Regions from separate parts of the Oryctolagus cuniculus genome. Here region 1 is linked to region 2. Evidence: chromatin contacts called from public Hi-C data. All regions are on one chromosome and are shown on one strand. Each heading gives the region's core, a stretch centred on a gene start, on an enhancer-like site or on the middle of the called end of the contact. The rest is flanking DNA. Distances are from core to core; before and after follow the strand shown.

Evidence for each region. A called contact is a pair of places that touch in the nucleus more often than the background predicts.
Region 1: a contact with region 2 is called in a Hi-C map of liver, with 4 times the contacts expected there. The contact joins the promoter of SPOP here to the enhancer-like site in region 2. A contact is called at or near these places in 3 of 6 Hi-C or Micro-C datasets (liver, psoas muscle and skin fibroblasts).

What each region holds. Positions count from the first base shown.
Region 1 is chr17:25,685,142-25,689,393 of mOryCun1.1, reverse strand. SPOP (speckle type BTB/POZ protein) reads left to right here and starts at 1,456. Exons shown (of 11, transcript XM_002719303.5): 1 at 1,456-1,751.
Region 2 is chr17:25,638,889-25,643,362 of mOryCun1.1, reverse strand. The region is part of intron 2 of SPOP (speckle type BTB/POZ protein); the gene reads left to right. Among named protein-coding and RNA genes, the nearest start is that of SPOP, 47 kb to the left of the region's middle. Within about 2 kb of position 1,547, at least 3 of the 8 cell types and tissues checked have an H3K27ac peak or open chromatin away from gene starts, as enhancers often do.

The DNA of each region.
Region 1 (4,252 bases), core at 207-2,706, 46 kb before region 2:
GAGAGAGAGAGAGCGAGCGAGCGCTTCCATCCACTGGTTCACTCCCCAAATGGTTGCATCCGCCAGGGCTAGACCAGGCCCAAGCCAGAAGCCTGGAACTCCACCTGGGACTCCCACAAGGGTGCAGGGGCCCAAACACTCAGGCCATGCTCTGCTGCTGTCCCAGGTGCCTCAGCAGAGAGCGGATCAGAAGTGGAGCAGCTGGCGCCTGAGCTAGCGCTAATATGGGGTGCACGTGGCCCAGGCTGCGGCTTAACTTGCTGCACCACAACCCTGGCCCCAGGTTTTTCTCTTTCACTAACATCAGGCATCATTTTATCCCGTCGGGGAGCTAGGAGAGACCGGGGCCAAGCCAATGGTCATGGAACTGCTTCCTTCCAGCGAGGCCACCTAAAGATCCCGCTGCCTTTCCCAAAAGAGGGGTCCTTTTTTTTTTCTTTTTTAGAATATTTATTGGAAAGGCACAGTTAGAGAGAGAGGGAGAGACAGAGACATCTTCCCACAGGCTGGTTCACCCCCCCCCCCCCCCCAAACAGCCTGCACCGCTGGGGCGGAGGCAACCTTGGGAGAGACGCCGGGTTTCATCCGGATCTCCCACGAGGGTGGCAGGAATGCCAGCTCTTGGGCCGTCTTCCGCTGCTTTCCTGGAACGTCAGCAGGAAGGTGGAGCGGCTGGGACTCAAAACGACGCTCGAATGGGATGTTGGCGCTGCATGCAGCAGCTTACCCCGTTGTGCCACAACGCCGGCTCCTTCCTTTTGTTTCCAAGCGCTAACTTTCAAAGGAGGCTTGGCTGGCGCCGCGGGTCACTAGGCTAATCCTCCGCCTTGCGGCGCCGGCACACCGGGTTCTAGTCCCGGTCGGGGCGCCGGATTCTGTCCCGCTTGCCCCTCTTCCAGGCCAGCTCTCTGCTGTGGCCAGGGAGTGCAGTGGAGGATGACCCAAGTCCTTGGGCCCTGCACCCCATGGGAGACCAGGAGAAGCACCTGGCTCCTGGCTTCAGATCAGTGCGGTGAGCCGGCCGCAGTGGCCATTGGAGGGTGAACCAACAGCAAAAGGAAGACCTTTCTCTCTCTCTCACTGTCCACTCTGCCTGTCAAAAAAAAAAAAAAAAAAAAAAAAAAAAGAGGCTTAAAAGGACCTCTAGCATCACCCTAAAGTCCCAAACCGATGTTCCTGAAAGGGCTGGTTTAAAGAAAATGAGCTCAAGTACTTGGCAAACCATAAACTGCTTGCAAGTGGAAGCTGCTGTTGTGAGCCTTTCTCGTTCCAACGACGCCCTGCCCCTCCACTTGGTTTGTCTCTCTTCGGTCCTCGCGCCTTGCCACGTCCTACCGCGCAGGGCACGCGACCCCCGCCGAGTTCCCGCCTCTTTCGACCCAGGCCCCTCCTCCCCGTCAAGTCCCCGGACCTGGGCGAGGCCGCCGGGACGCATGCGCGTTGGGGGGAGGAGGCGGAGTCTTGAGGAAGCGGGAGGAGGGGCGGGAGAAGCCAGGGAGGGCAGGGAAGCGGCCCGGAGAGGAGGGGAGGCGGCCGCGCGGGGTGGGGCCCGGCGGGTACGCGTTCGCTGCGTCGACGTGCTGACGCCAGGACGCTCCGGCCGGTGTGTGTCGGGGGGTATGTGTGTGAGTGTGCGCGTTCCGAGTGTATGTGTATTTGTGTATCGGCGGTCCCGCAGGTCCCGGATGTTGCGGACAGTATGAGGCGAGCGCAGGGGGACGGGGACCAGCAGCTGTCGCCGCCGCTCTCAGGTGAGTGGGGGGGAGGAGAGTCGAGGGAGGGGGTTGTCGTGTCGGAGTCGGGGGGCGCCTCCCTTAAGAGGTGATTGACCTCCCACTCCCCCCCCCCCCCCAACACACATATGCTCCTCTCTGCCCCATTTCCTGCACCGGGTTACTTGGTTCGCGAATGCCAGAGCCTAATCAACCGTCCTTCTCCTTATCCCAAGCATTCAGGAGACACAAACGCGCCCCCTGCCTTCGGCACCCCCCCCAATCATTTCCCAGCCCCATCCCCCTTGCCAAATAGTGAGCTGTCGCCTGCGGCGAGATGGGTGACTGCGCATGCGCGAGTGTGAACGAGCTTGGGGTGCCTTCTCGCTGCCCTCGGGGCGCATGCGCATCGCGGTGTTGCGGGGACCTGCGGGATAAAGAGCCCCTTGACCATGCGCCCGCCTTCTTCCTGGGCCGTGCGCGAGACTTGCCCGACTGTGAGCTCGTGCTCCTATCCAAAAGGGAGAATTTAAATTATGCGAGGGACTTGGAGACAAAGCCCTGTTCGCATCTGTGTTTCCCTAGAGACTCCCGGGCTACAGACACCTCCCGGAGCCGGCGTGTCCCACGCTGACCCTGCTGTTGAAACTTAGCTGCGACTTGCAAGTTACTTTTCCTTTCCTCGACTCTTAGGAACTTCCCCTGTGTTTAGGAGTAGACGCCCAACCCATTCAATTCTTTGCGCAGGGATTTTGGTGGCCTTGCTAAGGAGGCTAAAGGTCATAGGAAAGAAACTTGAGTGTGTGTCGGAGGGTTCCTCTTGGTAAAACTCTGGTTATCTTCAGAGAACCAGATAAAGTGGAGATGCAGAGCCTGCAGTTGGAGGCGTTGGGAATCCAGACAAGGTTCTCACCTCCCCCTACCTGTGTGACCTGTGGCCCCCACCTTTTTTTTTTTTTTTTTTTTTATGAAAGATCTCCCTTAGCACTTTGGTTTTAGCTGTACATTATTGAAGCTCTGTGATCATCACATGAAAACAAAGACAGTTAGAGACTAATGGTGGGCAGGAACTTGACCAGTGGAAGTTTTAAGTAATAAAAATGACTTTTCTTTCATTTTGGCAAATAAAAAGAATTAAAAAACTTTAAGCACCGTGGGATTTTAGTGAGCTGGGACCTGGGTTTCCAGTTGGCAGTTCAAACGTGGTCCTTAAGTGTGCTCCCGTGTTGCCACTCTTCTGTTTACCTTGTAGCTTCTTACTGCTGCCATCAGGACTCTATGAGGAAAAGAGAAACTTACCAGCAAAAGGTTTGCTCAGTAGCTTTGGCAGGAATAGCTCGATTGTTGTAGGAGGGACAAGGGAAGAGGGAGGGGCGTTTCTGTGTGTCGCAGTTTGCCTTGCCAACCCTGAGCCCCAGCTGGACCCCTGAGAATGGGACATATTAGTAAGCCTTGTTTCCTGTTCTCTTCCCTTCGCATTCTGCTTGCTTCACCTCCTTCGGTAAAGGCATTTTTGGCTGCCATTCATAACTCCAAGACTTTATGTTCTTGGACCTTAAAGTGTGTGTGTGTATTTTTTCTTTCTTTCTTTTTCACTTACCTATTTACCCCGGCCTTTACATAGTTCAGCTGTCTTTTGTGGTGTTTCCAGTTGTCATGGTTATAGGTGGATCCAACAGATGATGTAGGAATTCGGGGTGCATGTATCCTCCTGTGTCCTGGGGAGGAGGTGGAAACGTTTTTCTCCACATGCATACTAAGGAGTTTAAATTTACTGCGACAGCTCCACACGTAGGATCAGGGCAGTAGGTGTTGGTACTTTGGTGGCTGCTTCTAAAGCTCTTGATAGTAGCTTGTCTGGTACCTGGGAATTTTTGTTTGTTTTTATTTATTTGAGAGACGGGAGTGTACGAGCAAGCGAGCTCCTGCTGGTTTACTCCCCAGTAAATCCCTTGGGCAGGCCAAGGCCTAAAGCTGGAACTCCTTCATGGGGAGCAGAGACCCAACAGCCTGAGCCATCACCTGCTGCCTCCCAGGGTGCGCATTAGCAGGAAGCTGGAATTTGAAGTGGTGTTCCAGTTGGCATAGGGGTATCCTTAGCGGTTTCTTAACCACCAGGCCAAACACCTGCCCCTTAGAGATTTTTAAATTTTTATCTATTTATTTTCATTTTATTTGAAAGACAGGAGGAGGAGAGAGAGAGAGAAGGACCAATCTTCCATCCACTGGTTCACTACTCAAATGCCTGCACCAGCCAGGTCTGGGCTCCATGGAAGTCAGGAGCCTGGAACTCAGTCTGGTTCTCTTACGTAGATGGCAGGGACTCAAGCACTTGAGCCATCACCTGCTGCCTCCCAGGGTGTATGCCAGCAGGAAGCTGGATCGGAAGCAGGGCCGGAATAGAGTCAAGCACTCTGATATGGTACACAGATGTCTCAAACAGCATCTTAACTGCTGTGCCACTTATCCCTTGATTTTAAAACATTTTAAAAATGTGTTTTCATTTTGTTTGAAAGGCAGAGAGACAAAGACAGATAGAT
Region 2 (4,474 bases), core at 298-2,797:
TTATTAAACAAAAACTTCATAAAAAAGATTTTGAAATGGCTTGACTGAAGTATAGAAAGCCAAGGAGTACACTCCACCCCTCACCCCTGGTTTGGCTTCTGCAAGGCCTCCAAGGTCGACAAGGTCTTTTGGGTCCAAGGTCGACAAGGTCTTTTGGGACTTGTGGGGTTATGCAACCTCTCCTGTTTGTTTCATGAAGTGACTGTTCTGTATTTGAATTCCTCAGACTGGACATGCTTAGGTGGTATCAGGGCTGCCTCTTTCATCTGTTTACCATTTACTGCTTATATTTTATAAGGTTCTTAATCATAAACGACAGGGTAGAAGACCACAGCCTCTCAACTCCCAAAACAGCTTTGGGAATATTCATTATACAACAAATAGAATCTTAACAGGGTTTCCCCTCTTCTTTCTCTTTCCTCCCTTTATGGATTCTTTTTCAGCTCTTGTTTCTATTAAGTAGATTTTTTTCAACCTAGATGAGAAATTTTTGATAATATGTGGGATGTGTTAACATATTCATCTTTCCCAACTTTGCTCTTCGTGGCCCTAGAGATTTGTGCCCAAGCTATTCCGTGGAATCAACACATGATTCTAATTTGTGAGAATGAAAAAGTTGCTGATTGTTTGGTTTTGCCTTTCTAAATTCATTCCTAAGGATGTTTTCTTTTGGAACGGAGACCCACTTTGAAGTGAAATAGCCCCTTTATAATCACGTTTTGTTTCCTGGCTTGGATCATTGTAGCTCTTTTTCGGATATCTCCCAAGTGATGGGTTTTGAAAGTGATGCGTGGAAAAGCTTAATCTGATGAACCCTATCTGCTGGTTTTGTTTTTTGTTTTTAAACAGCTGCAGGAGTTTTTCTTCCTAGCGGGGGCTCTGTTATTAGCAGCAGCAGCACATCACCTATGAGACCTCTACTTGTGCAGCCATGGTTGAGTCTGCTGGGTCCTCCACCCAACTGTAGATTTTTTTTCCCCTCTGATGTTATGGGGATATATTTAGCTTAGCAGTCACTTGTGCCTAAATTAGAAAACCAAACAAAAAGTCTTCAGAAAGATCTAAGGAGTTGCAGTCCTGCAAGGTGATTAAGTGGCATCTGCCCCTTTCCAGGACAGATGTCTGCGTGTGGAGCAGAGATGTGTTGCAATCTTCCTGGACAGATTTTGGGGTAGAGAATCGTGCTGATATGTCTGTATCAGTAGCTCTTACATAATGAACAGCTTTTAAGGAGAAGGAATGATTTCCCAGCTTAATTTAAATTGGCAATAAATTTTTCTGCTCTTTGTTTTTGCTAACTAAAAAAAAAAAATGCATCCACAGTGAGAATTATCCTGCATTTTAACCTTTGAGCTAGCTGCTAAGGTCTCCTTGGGGACAAGGACAGTTTGTAGTTATTTATAACCTGTAAGAAGGGCAGTAAGGCAGCAAACAGCCAGCACACACTGAGGCTTGCGAGGCAGGGGGAGCAATCTGTTGTTTTCCTACTGGATGTGCCTCCTTGTTCGTCTTCAGCTCGACTTTGCCTGGATGAGCTTTGCTAGCCAGGCTATTTCTACAAAACACTGTGTCTTACTATCTTCTAGCTGTACTCTGTCCTTAGATCAAGAAGGAGGTTGAAGCCTGTTTATATACAAAAAAGTTTCTAAACTTCTTCATTTCAGCATGTCTACTGCATAAGAAATATCTGTGAGCCAGGGGCACTGACTTGCACAGGAAATACCAGTGTCTGATTTGTCCTTACGTAAAACCGTTGGGAAAGCAACTCAGAAATATGTTCTGTGCATTAGCTTCGTATAGTTGTGTCTGTGTATATTTTAAGATATGTCTACATATTTACATGTTTGAATTGTGTGTATATTAAATGATAATTATCTGTTCTCCACTTGGCAATTTTAAGGGACTCAAACCCAGTGTCTGATATGAAAATCATAAGTCAAATCTAAGAAAATGCTAAAAATCTGCCTCAGCTGACTGTCAGCATATTGAAATTTTATTATATAGAATTTAACTTGAGATAATTTAGAGGTGTAGCCTGGGCTCCTGGCAGCTGCTGTAATGGTACTTTCTGTAGCCAGAATTGACTTATTCCAGGAAGTGTGCTTCTCTCACTTTATCTTTTGGTTTCAGGAACTCCCCCATACCCCTTTCAAGTTTCCCTTCTCTTCCAAGTTTTCTTGAATTAAAAAAAATTTTTTTTAAATTAAGGAAGAGTGTAATTTTGAAATGTATTTTAAATTGGAGTGAACTGAACTGATAATTTTTTAAATGTATTGTTTCAAAAGAATGCTTAGATTCCTATAGTTGCATTCATTCAACTCCCATTTTAACTTTATAACTAGAACTCATTAAGGAAAAATATGATTTCAAAAGAGAAAATCTATTTATTCAACCACAATTTCATTGACCAGATTTTTGTTTAATTAATTTATTTATTTGAAAGTCAGAGTTGCAGAGAGAGAAGGAAGAGAAAGAGGGATCTTCCATCCCCTCTGGTTCACTCCCTAGATGGCTGCAACCGTCAGGGCTGAGCCAAACCAAAGCCAGGAACCCAGAGCTTATTCCAGGTCTCCCACATGGATGCAAAGGCCCAACCACTTGTTCCATCTTCCACTGTTTTCCCAGGCACATTAGCAGGGAGGATCAGAAGTGGAGCACCTGGGACACAAACCAGTGCCCAAATGGGATGTCAGTGTTGCAGGCAGTGGCTTCACCTGCTATGCCACAGCACAAGCCCCATGAATTTATTGAGTGCCCATTAGGATTCCATCCTGGTCACTGAGAATGGTGTCTTGCCAGGTAGGCATAACTTCTAGTCAGGGAGACATAAGGGAAAAATCAGAGATCATTTCAGATAGTGGTAATAAGAGAGGCAGTGTGATGGGAGGAGCAGGCCAGAAGGGGGTACTACAGGTTGAGTGGTTGGGGAAGACCTCTCTGAGGATACTCCACTTGGAGGGAGAGCTAGATGACAAGAAGAGCCACTGTGAAAAGCCCTGAGGGAAGGAAGAGCTTTCGAGGGTGAGGAAAAGTGCCTGATGTGGCCAGAGAGCAGAATTCACCGCTTGGTAACTAAGTGGAGGGCTGGCAGTGTCGGGGAGGCGGAGGCAGTCCTGATGAGGAGGTGGGCCCAATTCAGATAGCCATGGAGCCACTGAAGAGCTCCACTTTGTCTCTCACGTGGTTCTGACTTATGAGCCTTCCTACAACTTGGGAAGTTTGTAGAGGAATTATCCTCCTAAATGTTTTTATTTACTCCTTGAATAGGTGATAAATTCACACAATTCAAAACTGTAAAGTACCAAACTGAATTTTCCTTCCTAGGAAGTAACCACCGTCCTTAGTAATACATTTTCTATTTAAAAAGTAGAAATAACTTCCTTATTCTTTTTTTTTTCTATAGATGCTTATTCTACCATTGTTGATGGACTTTCAAGTTATGTCCTATTTTGTATGTTTACAAATAGTGCCACAGTGAAAACCCTTTGATTCTTGTCTTGTAAAATATATCAGCAAGGTTACATTTGTAGAAGTGGGATTGCTGATCAGAGGGGGTGTACATTTCTTATTCTGAGACATTGCCCTTCACAGGGATTGCAGCAGTTTATTCTCCAACCAAAAACGTTCTCCTTACCCTGAGCAAGTGTTACCAAACATTTTGATCTTTGCCAATTCAGTGGGTGAAACAGTGTGTGGTTTAATTTGCATCTATCTTAGTATGAATGAGGGCTGAACATCTTTTATATATCTAAGAGCCACTGGTGTTTCCATTTCTGTAAACCGTTGTCTCCCTCTTCCCCCGTTTTTCTGTTAGGCTGTTGCTTTTTTTCTTCTTAATCTCTAGATTCACTTAATATTGCTAAATCCCACTATAGGTTTATTGTTTAAGAATTTAAGAAATGAAAAAAGCAGTCATCTTTATCTTGTAAAATTTTACAAAGCATGAAGCCGTTGAGAGACACAAGAGAAAAACCCACCCTTTCCCTTGCTGCTTGAGGACTGTCTCCCTTGTCTTTGGTTCCATTTTAAGAAGTGTCTCTAAATTTAAAAACAAAAAAGGTGCGTTTAGTATTTTCTTAGACTAGATTGAACTACAGAAATTTTACTCATAACAGATGTTCAAACAGCATTCAAACCTTGCAACAAAAGAAGTCAGTGTGACCTGTAGTAACTGTCCTTGGGGTAATGAGAAAGCAATGTTTACCTCCTGGGCTGTATATGATTGAGTACACTGTAACAGAAGAAACACAAAGCTCCTTTTAGATCACATTAGTTTCTCAAAAATGAGTATACCCAAGTCTTTCATAATTTTTTTTTTTAATCAACAATCTTTTTGGCATCTTCTTTTTTGGAAAATGCAAACGTCTCTCAGGTTTAAAATAGTTATAACATTGGGATTTGTTTTCTTACTTGGAAACGGTGCTAAGCTTTAAATGAAAAGAAAGAGAGAGAGAGGCTTTTAAAAAGTCCCTAA